5 separate regions of the Mus musculus genome follow, and all the other regions are linked to region 5. The links are chromatin contacts, called in public Hi-C and promoter capture Hi-C maps. All regions are on one chromosome and are shown on one strand. The core of a region is the stretch at or near the end of the contact, and the rest is flanking DNA. Distances in the headings are between cores, read along the strand shown.

Evidence for each region. Promoter capture Hi-C pulls out the DNA fragments that hold promoters and counts their contacts. A called contact is a pair of places that touch in the nucleus more often than the background predicts.
Region 1: a promoter capture Hi-C map of pre-B cells shows a contact between it and region 5, with 4 times the contacts expected there. A contact is called at or near these places in 2 of 39 promoter capture datasets (erythroid cells and pre-B cells) and 2 of 130 datasets of targeted methods (large pre-B cells and pancreatic cancer cells).
Region 2: a promoter capture Hi-C map of pre-B cells shows a contact between it and region 5. A contact is called at or near these places in 5 of 39 promoter capture datasets (the 3T3-L1 cell line, cranial neural crest, hippocampal neurons and 1 more), 6 of 484 Hi-C or Micro-C datasets (B cells, CD4 T cells, embryonic stem cells and 1 more), 4 of 130 datasets of targeted methods (astrocytes, forebrain, large pre-B cells and 1 more) and 3 of 9 other capture datasets (adipose tissue, embryonic stem cells and liver).
Region 3: a contact with region 5 is called in a Hi-C map of B cells, with 8 read pairs. A contact is called at or near these places in 7 of 39 promoter capture datasets (cranial neural crest, embryonic stem cells, hippocampal neurons and 4 more), 2 of 484 Hi-C or Micro-C datasets (B cells and embryonic stem cells), 4 of 130 datasets of targeted methods (acute myeloid leukemia, astrocytes, embryonic stem cells and 1 more) and 1 of 9 other capture datasets (embryonic stem cells).
Region 4: a contact with region 5 is called in a promoter capture Hi-C map of pre-B cells, with 3 times the contacts expected there. A contact is called at or near these places in 1 of 39 promoter capture datasets (pre-B cells) and 1 of 130 datasets of targeted methods (pancreatic cancer cells).

What each region holds. Positions count from the first base shown.
Region 1 is chr19:42,169,277-42,171,976 of GRCm38.p6, forward strand. It overlaps Zfyve27 (zinc finger, FYVE domain containing 27), which reads left to right and starts at 1,291. Exons shown (of 13, transcript NM_177319.3): 1 at 1,291-1,509; 2 at 2,270-2,467. The coding sequence starts at 2,271.
Region 2 is chr19:38,817,834-38,820,533 of GRCm38.p6, forward strand. Noc3l (NOC3 like DNA replication regulator) reads right to left here and starts at 1,404. Exons shown (of 21, transcript NM_021315.2): 1 at 1,260-1,404; 2 at 105-312. The coding sequence starts at 1,268.
Region 3 is chr19:38,929,519-38,932,263 of GRCm38.p6, forward strand. Hells (helicase, lymphoid specific) reads left to right here and starts at 1,472. Exons shown (of 22, transcript NM_008234.3): 1 at 1,472-1,557; 2 at 1,873-1,994. The coding sequence starts at 1,890.
Region 4 is chr19:42,145,967-42,148,666 of GRCm38.p6, forward strand. Marveld1 (MARVEL (membrane-associating) domain containing 1) reads left to right here and starts at 1,423. Exons shown (of 2, transcript NM_183195.2): 1 at 1,423-2,700. The coding sequence starts at 1,683. The coding sequence ends at 2,204.
Region 5 is chr19:40,512,374-40,515,073 of GRCm38.p6, forward strand. It overlaps Sorbs1 (sorbin and SH3 domain containing 1), which reads right to left and starts at 1,363. Exons shown (of 29, transcript NM_178362.1): 1 at 998-1,363.

The sequences.
Region 1 (2,700 bases), core at 41-2,540, 1.7 Mb after region 5:
GGCGTGCCTGTCTCTCTGAAAAAGAGATGCTGGACGAGATGTCAGTGAAGCTTTGGGGTAGCTCAGAGGAGGGGTTATTGTCGGCTGAACAGCTAGGGAAGGCTGCTCACAGCTGACTCCTGCTATGATGGCTTGCTTGGGTTTGGATGGAAGCAAGAATCGGGGCAGGCAGGTGTGACAAGCAATCTGAGGACTTGGCAAGAGTCCAGGGCCCTTGCAGGTAACAAAGAGGGTTCAGCTGGCTGAGACTGAGGCACCTGAGAGAGAACAGCAGGACAGATGAAGCCAGTGGATGCAGCCTCGTGTGGGTGGTGGTATGGCTGGGGTTGCTGGCATCCAGTGATGTATTTGGCTCAAATCCCAGCTCCGAGCAGTTTATGTGCTGTGACATTAAAGAAGTTACTTACCATGACTACAACTCCTCATCTGTGAAATGGTGATAACCCCGATAGGGTTATTGAAGGAGGAACAGATAAGATAATGTGCACAAAAAGCTTAGTGTACTGCCTGCCTGCTGGTTAAATGGAAACCCATGGGAGGTGTGTTTTAAGGGACAACAGCTGGGTCACAAGATGTGAAGAGGATAGAGCTAGGAACGGCCTGCACAGGACCTTGAACACAGCAGCTACGGACCACCGTTCCGTCTCTGCTAATGTTGTAACCCTCGAAATTACTGATACTACTAGAGAAACTTCAGTGTCGTGTACAGTTTGTCTCTGCGTTCTCACGGCAAGCACTATAGCAGACAGCTGGTTTCTGTGCTGCTGTGTCTTCCTGCAGCAAGCCAGGGGCTCTCTCACCGTTAAAATGGCACTACCCATAGGCACCTGACATACAAGATGTGTTTTCTGTCTTCCCTAGGTTCTCAGAGCTTCTATCCACATTTTCTTTCTTTTTTTTTATCCTTCTCCATCCCTGCCCCCACACGCCCCACTTTTTTTTTTTTTTTTTTTTTTTTTTTTGAGCCAGAAGCTCCCATAGCCAAGACTGGCCTTGAACTTGCAATACTCCAGCCTCAGAAACCAAAAGGCTGTGGTTACAAGTGTGTCACCACGCTAGACTCTCTAACTGTCCTTGCTGTAATGTTCCGGAGCTAGGCTGGCTCCCAGGTCCTAGGACTCCCGGGCATTAAACGAGTCATCTCTTGGGTGGCAGGAACAGAGTTAACCAGAAATTAGCCAAGGAGGGAAGAGTGCGCAGGCGCAGTATCAACGCGCTTGCTCACCTGCGCTTGGGTGGGAGGAGCTAAGCCCGGAGGCCGGACCCAAGGCGGGACGGGCGCGGTGACGTCACGGGCGCGCCACCGCAGAGTGAGTCGCGTCCCGGAAGCGACGGCGGTGGAGGGGCAGACGGTTCCCGGGTGGACCTGCGACTTCGGAGCGTCGGTGGGAGGTGGCGTGGCGTGGCGTGGGGTGGGGCGGGCCTGGCCTGAGGGACCGCTCCGGGGCTTGGTGGCCCTTCTGTCCCCCTGGCCGTTCCTGTCTCTTCCTTTCCTGGGACAGCGTCCGGGTAGGTGACGACCGTGACGCCCCAGCCTCACTGTATTTATTTACGGAGCCTGGCCCTCCGGCCCTCCCACCGCGTGTGGGTCGCCACCTGCAGGCACAGCGACCTTAGGCGTGTCCTGCCCTGCGCGGCCTCAGACAGGCTGGTGGTCTGGGCCTCTGTCGGCACTGACCTGCTAAGCCTGTCTCGCGCTTGCTTGGGTTCCCTTTCTCCCTAGCTCGTCCTGTCGAGAGTTTGGGGTCCAGTCGACCCCTTTCCAAGTGATGAATGGGAGCCAGGGTTAAGAGCGTGATAAGAGTGTTGTTAGGAGAAATTCATGAACCTCTGGGAGCCCTGGTAAGGGTCTCCCAGTGTACACTGGCGCGTTCATAAAGACTTCCCAGGACAAGATGGTCCCCCTTACCCTGACACCTGAAGGAGGAGCTAAAGATAGGAGAAAGATGTCACAGGACATCTTTTCTCTTGGCATTACCTACTGCCTTCTTTCAACAACCTGGTTATTAATGGTTTATATGCTCTTGAAAGGTCTGTGAGGGAAAGGAGCGTTGGAGGGGCTCATGAAGAGTGATAGGCTTTATAGCGAAGACATCCCCTTCACCCTGCTACTTCCTACTTCAGTAGGAATAAAATTTCTTGCAGTGTGAGATGGGTATTCGCGTTCACCTCTCACAGTTAACCTTAGGAACCACACGAACTGTAATGCAAGGGGGAAATGTGTTGTAGTCTGGAAGTGCATCGTGAGTGTAGGGATTTACGATTACAGAATGCAGACTTCGGATCGGGACCTGAGTGGGCCGGAGGCGAGCCCCAGCGGGATGCCTGAGGTTCTCTCTGAGTGTCCACCTGCCCCTACCAAGTCAGCAGCGTTTGATCTCTTCAACCTGGTCCTGTCCTACAAGAGGCTGGAGATCTACCTGGAACCCCTGAAGGATGCAGGGGACGGTGTTCGATACTTGCTAAGGTACAGACTTTAGGGTTCCTTTGTTCTTCCTCTGGGCTCTCCTGTCTCCCTGGTCTTTAGCAGTTCTGGCCAGCTAGGCAGTAGTTGGGCTATCCTTTCTGCTCTAGCGATGACTAGTTCTGGGGAGACTTGTGTGACCTTTAGGTGTATTCAGGTCTACTTGTGTTCCAGCGCTATGCAGGGAAGGTGGGAACTGAGAACCACTTGGTCTTCATCAGGACTGTAGTTGGATA
Region 2 (2,700 bases), core at 154-2,653, 1.7 Mb before region 5:
GACCTTACCTAGACCTACAAGGATCTGAACACAGGACAAGTGGACACTAGAAAACAAGTCACTTCCATGGAGAACATTCCAGCGTAAGTGAACACTTTCGTTACCTGGCCGTTTGCTCTTTGGGTCCTCCAGCGGAATGGGTTTTTTAGACACAGCATCTTTTACAGCTTGCCTTAGTTTCCTCTGCTCTTTTCGGTACTTCTTGATGGTACTTTGTTGTTTAAATTGCTTATTTTTCAATTTGTTTTCAAGTTTCACTTTACTAGTTTTTATCAACTTGCGAAAGCTTGGGACCTGCTTTTTATTTCTTCTCTAGAAAACAACAACAGAAGAGACACTACAACTAAGAAATTCTGATTATTTTTAAAATCAGGTGAAGGAAAACTCTTTATAGATTAAATAAAGCAAATTTCAAAACTGTCTCACAACCACGGGTCCTGTGTAAGAACTAAAAACCAATGCACGGCAGTAAGCAATCCTACAGAATGGCACTAGAGCATCAGTTGCTCCACACGGGATTTCCCTGTGATCTGAATCTAGTCTCTCACGTGTGCAATCTGAAAGCAAAACATTATGAATCTCTTCTCTGTGGCAAACGGTCATTCAAGGCTAGTCTAACACTGGTACGGCAACACATTCAGAGCAAAATAATGGATGCCTTTAGCAACTGACATTCATTTGTCGGTTTATTATTTACAAAGCACTCACACTTCCCAACACCCTAAATAATAATAATCCTCACGTCATTCATAAAGAAGCGAAGGTTACAGAAGTTATTCCAGCGCTCTCGCTGGTAAGTGCTTTGTAATCCAAATCCCAAGGCTACTTCTAAATTCCCTCTCCATCTGGGAAAAATCACCAGCCTTCCTATCACCTTACACTTTAAGGAGGAAACAGGCTCTCTTCGGGTTCAGTGTCTCACAAAACAGGTTCAAGGAACTTTAGACTTGCTTCTCGTGTGTATAAGATTCGAGAGACAGTTTGGAAAACCCTTCAGTCTGACACCATTCGGTGGCAGGGCCCGGTGCTGGCCTCGCATCTGCAGCCTGAGGTCGTGCTTGGGCGTAGTGGGCGAGGAAGCAAAAGCCCCAGTAATGACCCAAAGTGGATGGAGCATAGATCGGCTAGGGAGCACCAAGTTAGGCCACCGCCCCCTATACCAGACTCAAAACCTAAGGGAAAGATAAGCCAGGCAGAGGGAGACCCTGTCAACCCAAGCAGCCACAACTCCCGGGGGCCGGGGTTCGGACAGCACTTACCGCCTTCATCCTTAGGCCTGCGAGGAGTACCACAGACAAGATCACTCGGACAGAGGAACACGCAGGAGCCGGGTGGAAAAGACACACGTGCACTGAGCGCAACCTTTCCCAAACCGGAAGACGCTTTCAGCCTCTCCCCCTTTCTGCCGCCGGAAACGGGAGGCGGGACTTCCTCTTCGGGCGGCGGTGCGTGCGCCCCCTGGTGGCTCTGGTCCCGGGCTCAGTCTCTCACGGACTGACCCTTGTGAGAATCGCTGAGGCTGAAGAGTGGGCGAGTGGGCGTCCCAGCTGAAGGACTCAAGCAGGTTCCCGCCCGGATTCCTTTTCAGTCCTGGAGAAGACAAAAGACGAGGGCTTGGCGGTTTTGATCGCCGGCGTCTTGTGGCTCCGCCTGTTGCGGGTACTTCGTCTTCTGGATCTTCTAGAGGGCAACCGCAGCTTCTTTATTGGAAGCCATCCCTCCACAGGCACTGGGGCTTTGAACCGAATGATGAAAGATCTCTCACCACCTTCCACCAACCGAAAGTCCACACTTAAGTTTAGGCGTGGTGGAGCACGTCTTTAATCCCAGCACTGGGAGGTAGAGGCAGGTGGATCACTGTGAGTTCGAGGCCCGGTCTACAGAGCCTAGTCTACCCAGTGTAGTCCCTGTCTAGAGAAAAAGTCTATGGTTTTACTGTGGAATCGTTTTTTCTTTGGGTTTAACCATTATATGATAAAGTACTATATTGGTGAGACTTGCAGAATTAGGATTCTGTTACCTTTTTGGTAAAGATACTATCTGACTGAATCGTTAACTCTTCCAGGAAGATTTAAGCATCGCAAGAATGTGTATTTTAAGTACTTGTCTCCCAAAGACCTTTTCCTAAATTAAAAAACAGAATAAAACACTGGGCAGGAGAAGTGGTTCAGTGTTTAAGAGTGCTTGCTGCTCCTCCAGAAAGTCCCGGATTCTATTCCCAGCACATCCATCTCTGAGGACCTCTTCTGACCTCCTCAGGCAGGCACTCACCCACACATATATACAAACAAAATAATAAATTATAAAAAACAATAAAAATAAAAAGTTAATCACAAAGATGAACTTGAGGCTATTAAAGGTTTTTTAAAAAAAAAAAGAAAGAAAGAAAGAAAGAAAGGAAGAAAGAAAAAGAAAAAGAGACGCCGTTGTTATTTGACTGACCCTCAACTCAATATGCTCCTGTCTCAGTTTCCCAAGTACTAATTATAGAGTCACCATGCCCAGGGTTAAGTATATCGTTCTTGAGCACAGCCCTGACATTGTTGGCCTCACAGTTCTGAGCTGGTGAGATAAGCCAGAAGAAACCCAGGGGCCACTGAGATCATGAACAGTGGTAATCTTACAAAGACTAGTCCTTTCTGCTTTTCACCTCAGAGAAAAATGCCTTCTATCTGGCATCGTCTTTCCACCTCCCTTCTA
Region 3 (2,745 bases), core at 222-2,721, 1.6 Mb before region 5:
AGGATTTAGAAGTTCTGGTTCATTGCTGTATATTTTCTGTTGTTCTGGAGGCATTTACACAGAGGCCTTGAAAGCAGAGAGCTGGTGCTTTTCTTAGCCATTGCTAGTATTTAGTCTACACAGCAGCCAAGATGAGTCAGGAAATTAATGTAGCAATGTAGCAGATGTCTGTTCTGTGAGAACCAAATGAATTTGCACTGTGCTCCAACTCTTGTTCTGGACAAATCAACCTGCTCTTCCTAAAGACCTAGAAGGGAAGCCGACCATCAAGGCATGGTTGCATACATTGGCACGTGGGAGGCAGAGGCAGGTGGGGCTCTATGAGTTCAAGGGTGGCATAATCTACATAGCAAGTTCTAGACCAGGGGGGGAGGAGCGCAGCATAGTGAGACCCTGTCGCAAATAAAATCTTATTTTTTAAAATAGAGGATCCCCCCGAAGGTGGTTATGGTAAAGCCATGTCTTTTTCTCTTAAATTTTTCTTTACATTTTTATTTAGTGTGCATATTTAGAGGTGTGTGGGTAGGCTTACAAATGCGACTTGGTACTCATAGAGATTAACGGACAATTTGCAGGACTTTTCTTCTCCGTGCGTAAAGCATTGCAGAAAAGGAATTGAAACCTAAGCAAAACGGCCACGAGAAAAACCCTTCAGCACCCACTCTTATTAGCGGTCTATTTGTTTTCTGAAAAAAAAAAAATTTTTTTTTTTTTTTAAAGATTCATGTACTCCAGGGCTCCAGGGTGTCTGTAAACCAAGGATCACTGACCTTCCAAAAGTCCTAATCCTGTGCCTGGACCTCCACTGCGCGAGATGACAAGGGAGCCTTTCCCTGTGGGCAGGCATTACACCAACTCCGCTACACCTACAGACCTTGTTCTCTCCTCCGTTCCTCTCAGTCAGTTTATCACTCGCTATTTTATCCTAAATACTTTTTCCCCCCTGAACTAGCTATAATCTTAATTTCTCATCTTTCTTCTTACTCACAAACCACTCCTCAGAGTTATTTGGAAAGGAAGTTTACGAAAAACCGCGAACTACAACTGGTCAGGGTCCAGCGAGCTTGGCCGTTTTTGACACCCTAACATCGACCTTCACCTACCGAAAGGACAGGTATTGGGGGCGTTCAAACAATCCAGTGTGTGAAGAGGTCTTGCACCCGCCGAACAACTCGGGACCATCATTAAATAAGAAAGGGGCGATCGGGGCCACTACGGTCTGCGGCGCCTCTGTGACCACGGGCGACATTCAAGGCTGGAGCTAGCTACACCCCCTTTGCCTGGGTCCAGGTAAAGGCTTAACGCATCCCTCCTGGGGAGAGGCGGAAAGCAAAGCCAAGCGCGTCCAAATCTCGTGAGCCGAGGTCTGCAGCGGGCGGGGAGCCCGAAGTCTCGCGAGACCACCGGGTTTTCCCGCGAAAGAGAAGCGCGCGAATTTCTTGCGCCGCGGGGCGAGCGAGCCGGCGGGGTGTGAGGATTTAGCTCGCGGCGTTTGAGGCGACTGGGTCCCCGGCCGGTGTCCAGCCGTGCCTGCGGAGCCGCCCGCGAGCAGCAGCGGTGAGCCGGCGGCGTGAAGGCTGCACCCCGGGGAGGGAGCTCGCCGGGGTCCGGGCTGAGGAGGGGAAAAGGCGTGAGGAGCCGCCGGCGGCGACCTGGTCTGCTTGGTGGCACGGAAGCGTTCCCCCACGTCTCCCTTACAGGTCTCCTCACGAGCTGGGTCCCGGCCGACCGGCTTTGCCACCCAGACGCTGTCCGTGGCTTTGGCCGGCGATGCAGACGGCCAGGGAGGGGGAAGGCCGTGGCTTCCCGAAGTTGGAACTCGGGGGTTGTAACTTGAATCCCGTTCTGAAAGCCCCCGCCGTGCTCCCTTAGGGTCCTTGGCTCCAGAGATGGCCGAACAAACGGAGCCTGCGGTGATTACTCCAGCCATGCTGGAGGAGGAGGAACAGCTCGAGGCTGCGGGACTTGAGAAAGAGCGGAAGATGTTAGAAGAGGTAATGTAAAGTCCACGGCCGGCGGTTCTCCCCGGCTCCCCACCCCCACCCCCGGCCTGCCTCCCCGCCTGCCTCCCCCACTTGCTTCTCCTTGAACTTCCAAGCAGCCCTGGCCACTTGGCTTCTCCGTACTTGTAAAGTGGAAATCTTGGCGTGGGCTTTGAATGATAGATAGGTTTCTGAAGTGTGGTCTGGGCGGGGTAGGTTGCAACTTATCTTTGAGTGGACGTTTCAGATTGCTTTTTTGACTACTAAGATTCAGTCAAGAGTCACTGGTAAGTGTTTGCTTGCTTTTGCCATCTTTATTGGCTTTTAAAATATGTTCTCTCACTGTATGCCTAATGGCCAACATTATTAATCTTTAATGCCCCGAGTCATAATGTATGTATTAGTAGACAGAGGTGGTAGACGTTGACATTAATCAACGGTTGGGCTGTAAGCCGGGTCTACTGATAATTCCCTTCCCCTCTATTTTTCTGTTGGGTTTGTTTTTGAGACAGTATTATGCTGGCCTTCATATCCTAGGGTCCCCCTGCCTAGCTTCCCAGTGCTGGCTGGGATTACTGGAGTGTGCATATCATTCCCTTCTCCTAAGGATTTCTTAGCAATTTATTACTGTTTGCTGCCTAAGTAATCAATTTGTTTTAGTTTTCTACAAGTAAGGTTCTTTAGCTAAAATTGAGGTGTATGTTTTCATGGTAAGTTACAGTATTTGTACATTTCTTTAAAAAACAGAATCTTTTAAAACGTA
Region 4 (2,700 bases), core at 173-2,672, 1.6 Mb after region 5:
GATTCCAACAAGGCTACACCTCTTAACGGTGCCAATCCTTATGGGCTAAGCAGTGAGTTTATGTGGGATGTATCTATTCAAATCACCACACTTAGGTCCAGTACTATTCCTGCAGCCAATTGGCAAGCAACTCCATTTGTATGTACTGAGGGGCTCCTACATGCCAGGCTCAGGCAAAGATGGATAAGCCAGAATAGACCAGTTTTTGATGTAGTAGACTCAGAACTAGGGATGATTCAAATGGAGGCCCAGACAAACAAATAATTGTCAATGTGGGGAGCTCAACCTTAAACCAGTAAGTGCTTAAACTGGGTATGTCTGCTGGTGAGGGAGTGTCTGGAAAATAAAGAGCATTCTGAGTTCATGTGGGAAACTTGCAGTTCATAAGTGACAGAGTTTGGACATGAGTTGGGGAAGGAAGTGGAAAAAACCCAAGAAACTGGAAGTTGGTTGGGGACAGATTATGTAATGTGCCACATTGACAGGACACAGCTCCATACTGGGTTGGGAACAGCCAGGTCAGTTGTGTAACATTGCTGAAGCACAAAGGTTGGCTCTTTGGTGGGGTGGAGAGCAGAGAAGCCATCTCTGGCTTCCTGGTCTGAAACCCTTCAGTCTTCAGGAAAAATGAAAACAACTATTGCTCTCCTGTCTTGGGTCGCGGGAAGCTTACATAGAGAGGGCCCTGTAATGTCAATGAACCTTGGCATCGTTGGGATCCTTGCCATCTAGGTCAATAGTTAAGCATACGGGACATGCCATCTCTGAGACCTAGGCCTGTCCTGACCATGTTAGGTGACATGTTTTTAATCTAAGCAAGACGCAAAGATGGCCAGGAAGGAATGGTCGAAGTGTTTGGCGTTGCTATGCTCTGTGCGCTGTGGGTAAGGCAGCTGGGCCTCCAGTGAGTGATAGTTTTCTTACACTGACCAAGAGACCTTCATGGCAAGACAGTCTGAGACCAGCTTTGGACAGGCGAGTTTGTGGTGGGCAAGTGAAGGGTACTGAGGATGTCCCAGTGAGAACAACTGTCAGTTCAGACCTCCTGCTTACTCAGGCTTGATGGGACGCCTCGATGGGAGAGAATTATGTCTCCAGTCTCCTGTGACTGGAGAGAATCAAGAGGGTCCAGCCACAGGCTGGGCAGAGGCTGTTGTAGCTTTCTTCTCGAAGACCTAAGATCGGCCAGGCCTGCGAGGCAGGAAGGGCTGGGGTGGCTCCAGATGTGGCAAACTTGGCCCAGCAGCCTGGGCAAAAGGCCTGTCATGGGCCAGGGGGGTGCGGGCATTCAGCCCTGGCTGCAGAAGGAAGGAATGGGAGCGGAGGAGAAAGGGGGGGTAGCCAGGGTGGAGGGCGCGACGGCAGGAAGCTGGGAGGCGCGAGGAGGGGTGGAGACCAACGAAGGGGACGGCCAAAGAGCGAGTAGGAGGGCTGGAGAGAGGGAGAAAAAGGAGAGAAGGGAGGAAGGGTGCCGATGAGAAGCAGCGCTGAGGACTTGAAGTAGAGGGAGGAGGGCAGGCCTCGGAGCAGCGGGAGCAGCGGGAGCAGCGGGAGCAGCGGGAGCAGCGGGAGCAGCGGGAGCAGCGGGAGCAGCGGGCCCGGGCTCGGGCCGCCCCCGCGAGCAAGGCGCCGCCATTCCGCTGCTCGGGGCGCCGCCGCCGCCGCCGCCGCGTCCGGGGGCCATGCTCCCGCCGCCCCCGCGCCAGCCGCCGCCCCAGGCGCGCACGGCCCGCGGCTCCCTGCGCCTGCAGCGGGCTTTCCTGCGCGGCCCGCTGGGCGTGCTGCGGCTGCTGCAGCTGCTGGCCGGAGCCGCCTTCTGGATCACCATTGCCACCAGCAAGTACCAGGGCCCGGTGCACTTCGCGCTCTTCGTGTCCGTGCTCTTCTGGCTGCTCACCCTGGGGCTCTACTTCATCACGCTGTTGGGCAAGCAGGAGCTGGTGCCCGTGCTGGGCTCGCGCTGGCTCGTGGTCAACGTGGCGCACGACCTGCTGGCGGCTGCTCTCTACGGGGCGGCGACGGGCATCATGATCGACCAGACGCAGCGCCACAGCTACTGCAACCTCAAGAACTACCGGCTGCCCTGCGCCTACCATGCCTTCCTGGCGGCCTCTGTCTGCGGCGGCCTCTGCCTCGGCCTCTACCTACTCTCGGCACTCTACGGCTGCTGCCGTCGCTACCAGGGCAAGGAGGAGGTGGTGTGAGGCCACCCGCTCCACCGCGGCCCAGATCGGTTTAGGGAATCCCTCCCGAACCCTTCCTGCCGCCGCCTAGTGCCGGTGTGCCCCTGCACCCTCTCCCTGCCTGCGTTTCCACTGCCCGCGCCCTGGATCCCCGACGTTCAGTTCTAGTCTGACTGCTGTACCGCAGCTCAGCCCAGATATCAGCTTCCAGGGACCCACGCAGCCATCCGAGGCGCCGACGCACACACCCAGTTGGGCCGCTTCAGGCGAAGCCTGGAAGTCCCTTTCCTCATTCCCTGTCGAGAGCTAGACGTGGACAGGCGCCGCCGCGTAGATCCGGGGGAGGCTCCCAAATTGGAACCAGTCTTTGGACTGCGCCATTGCCCCCTCCCTCCTGCCCTGCAGTCGGAAGAGCATCCCTTCCCTGCCCCCTCTTCCAGCCTAGGGAGGTGTAGAATGCAGTCAGGCAGCTGCAAGAGGAGCTGGGGACAGGCTTTAGCTAGTGCTAGGATGGATG
Region 5 (2,700 bases), core at 113-2,612:
AGAGGTATTTTAAAAAATCAAAAAAAGCATGTGGTCAGACAAGCTGTCCCTGGCCTTCTCCAAGGAAGAAAAAGGACACACCAGTGTTGGGGACTGGAAGATGGGCGGGGGGGGGGGGGGGGGATCAGTCAGCGGCCTAACATGCCTGGCAGGTTCTATGGTGTCTCTAGATGAACATCCCGCCTACTGACTGAAATCAATTTTAGCAATTTCAGTAGGTCGGCCGTGTGACAACAGGGGCAACCCAGAGCTCAGCGATTCAAACAAAAATCCAAAGGCTCGTCCAGAACATGCTGGGAAAACCCTCGGACAGGATGGAATGAGCCGGCTCAGAGGGATCTTCTGCTTCTATGTAGCAATGCATAATAAATTCTGTCCGCCCGGAAAAAGCACTGATGAATTTCAAAGGCATAGTATGACACGCAGAGGTTCCAGGATACAGAAATCGACAGCACGTCGCCCTTCAAAGAAGCATAATGACTTTAAAGCCTCCTTTCCCTCCTATCTCGAATGTCACCACCGCTTATCAGGGAAAAGACCGTGGAAACCCCGGGAGGGACAGCCTGGGAAATAAGAGAAAGGAGTAGCTTTAGGTCCCTTTGGTGATGGGCTGCCCTGCAAGATGCTGTCATCCAGTCATCCAGGGAAGCATGAAGGGGCCTGGGCGGTGAGCGGAAGCACCGTATACCCAGACACACACCCACCAACACGCTCGGATGCAGGCTGGTCTGGGCCAGCAGCGTAGTGCTTGCCCCCCTCCCGCCGCCCTCGGCTTAGGTGATGGAGTGGAAGGGTGTGCTGATGAATGAATACACCTGAGATGCCTCCATCCTGACACTTGCGCCCTTCTTCCTTTGGCCACTGCAGAAAAGACCCTCAGTAGTTTCACTTTCCAGCGCAAACCCACCAGGGCTCTCCCGTCTCCATCCACCCACACTGCAGCCAGGCTGAAGCGGGCGGACATTCCCTCCTAAGCAGAGGCCATGATCGCACTTACCTTCACCTACCAAAAACGAAAAGGCATAAAGAAACCTGGAATCCCCAAACCTCCCCGCGTCCTAGCAACTTTTCTTGAAGGGACGGGGAGAGGGGACACAGAGCAGCCGGGAGACACGGCTCGGCGAAGGTCCCCCGCGGCCACCCGGGGATGCTCTGGGAGAAGGGGGGCCCCCAGGTCCTTCCAACAGCTGGCCCTTTAAAAGCACCTCCTCCGCGCGCTGAACAAAGGCACCGCTCCGGGGGCCCGCTGCGCCCGCCCGGGAGCTGCCGCCGGAGAGCGCAGCCGCCGCCCGCTTACCTCGCGGGTCCCCGGCAAGGGCTTGCGCGCGTCCAGCCCGGCTCGCGCTCCACGCTACAGTCAGCCCCGCTCTGTTTTTCTGCTACTCCGAGCTGACTTCACCGACACTGGGGCCGGCCAATGGGCGGCGGCGACCAGCCCCTCATTAGCATGGCCTGGAACCGTCCACTCCGGCAGCGCCCAGGGGGCGGGGCCTGGCCGGCCGTGACAGGAAGGGGCGTGTGCGCCAATGGGGAGGCGAGGAAGAGCCCGCCGCCAAGCCTGCGTCCCTGTGAGCGGGGCGCGCGCCCGCGGGTTCCCGCGGATGTCGCGCGCGCACCCGCTAACCCTTTCTACCCTGGGCTGCCCGCGAGTGACTCCAGACGCTGGCCCTGTGGTCTCTATAAGGGTTTGCCCACAGAGAGCTTGAAAAGAACAGTAAGCGTAAAATAACAGTGTGTCCTAGCTATAAACAAATTACTTAACCCTGTGCCCTTTTGCTGATCTGTAAAATGGCACCATAATTCCTCTTGATAAAATGTAGTGAATAAAAGCTTGCCAATGGCACTGTCAGTCTGATTATATTCTACCAGACAGTTGCCTAATGCTCCCTATTTTCTCATTTGATTTTCCCAGCCTTGTGAAAAAGACGTTGTTACTAGTTTCTCGTTTTAGTCTTTATTTATTTATTTATTTATTTATTTATTTATTTATTTATTTATTTTTGGACAGGCGGCTCACGTATTCTAGCGCGGCCTCAAACTCACCGTGCAGCCAAAGATGATCCTTAATCCCACCTTCTGGGATTAGAGGCTGCCCCACATACTCACACCCCAGGCCAACCTCCTGACTCAGCCTCTAGAGCGGATTATTGGCTGCACCACTCTGCAAATTGGGGAGAAAAGAGTTTATTTGGCTTACACTTCCACAACACTGCTCCCCATTGAAGGAAGTCAGGACAGGAACTCAAACAGGGCAGGAGTCAGGAAGCTGATACAGAGGGATACCGCATACTGGCTTGCTCTCCATGGCTTGCTTAGTCTGTTTTCATATAGAATCCAAGACCATGAGCTCAGGATGGCCCATCCACAATGGGTTGGAACCTCCCCCATCAGTCACTAATTTTAAAAATGCCCTACAGGCTTGCCTACAGCCCCATCTTACGGAGGCATTTTCTTAATTGTGGTTCCCTCCCCTCAGATGACCTTAGCCTGTGTCAAGTTGACTTACAACTTTCCAACACAACAGAATAGTCACCTGAGCACAATTAATTCTTTTCTGCTATCTTGGGCAAGAATCTTCAGCCCAACTGTGTTCCTAGTTAGCAGGCTGTGTGGTGGGGTAAGAATAGGACCTAGTGACTGCACAGGCAAGGGGAACCCTGTCTGTAAAGGTTGTTAGATGTCAGGGAACAGTGACAGGTC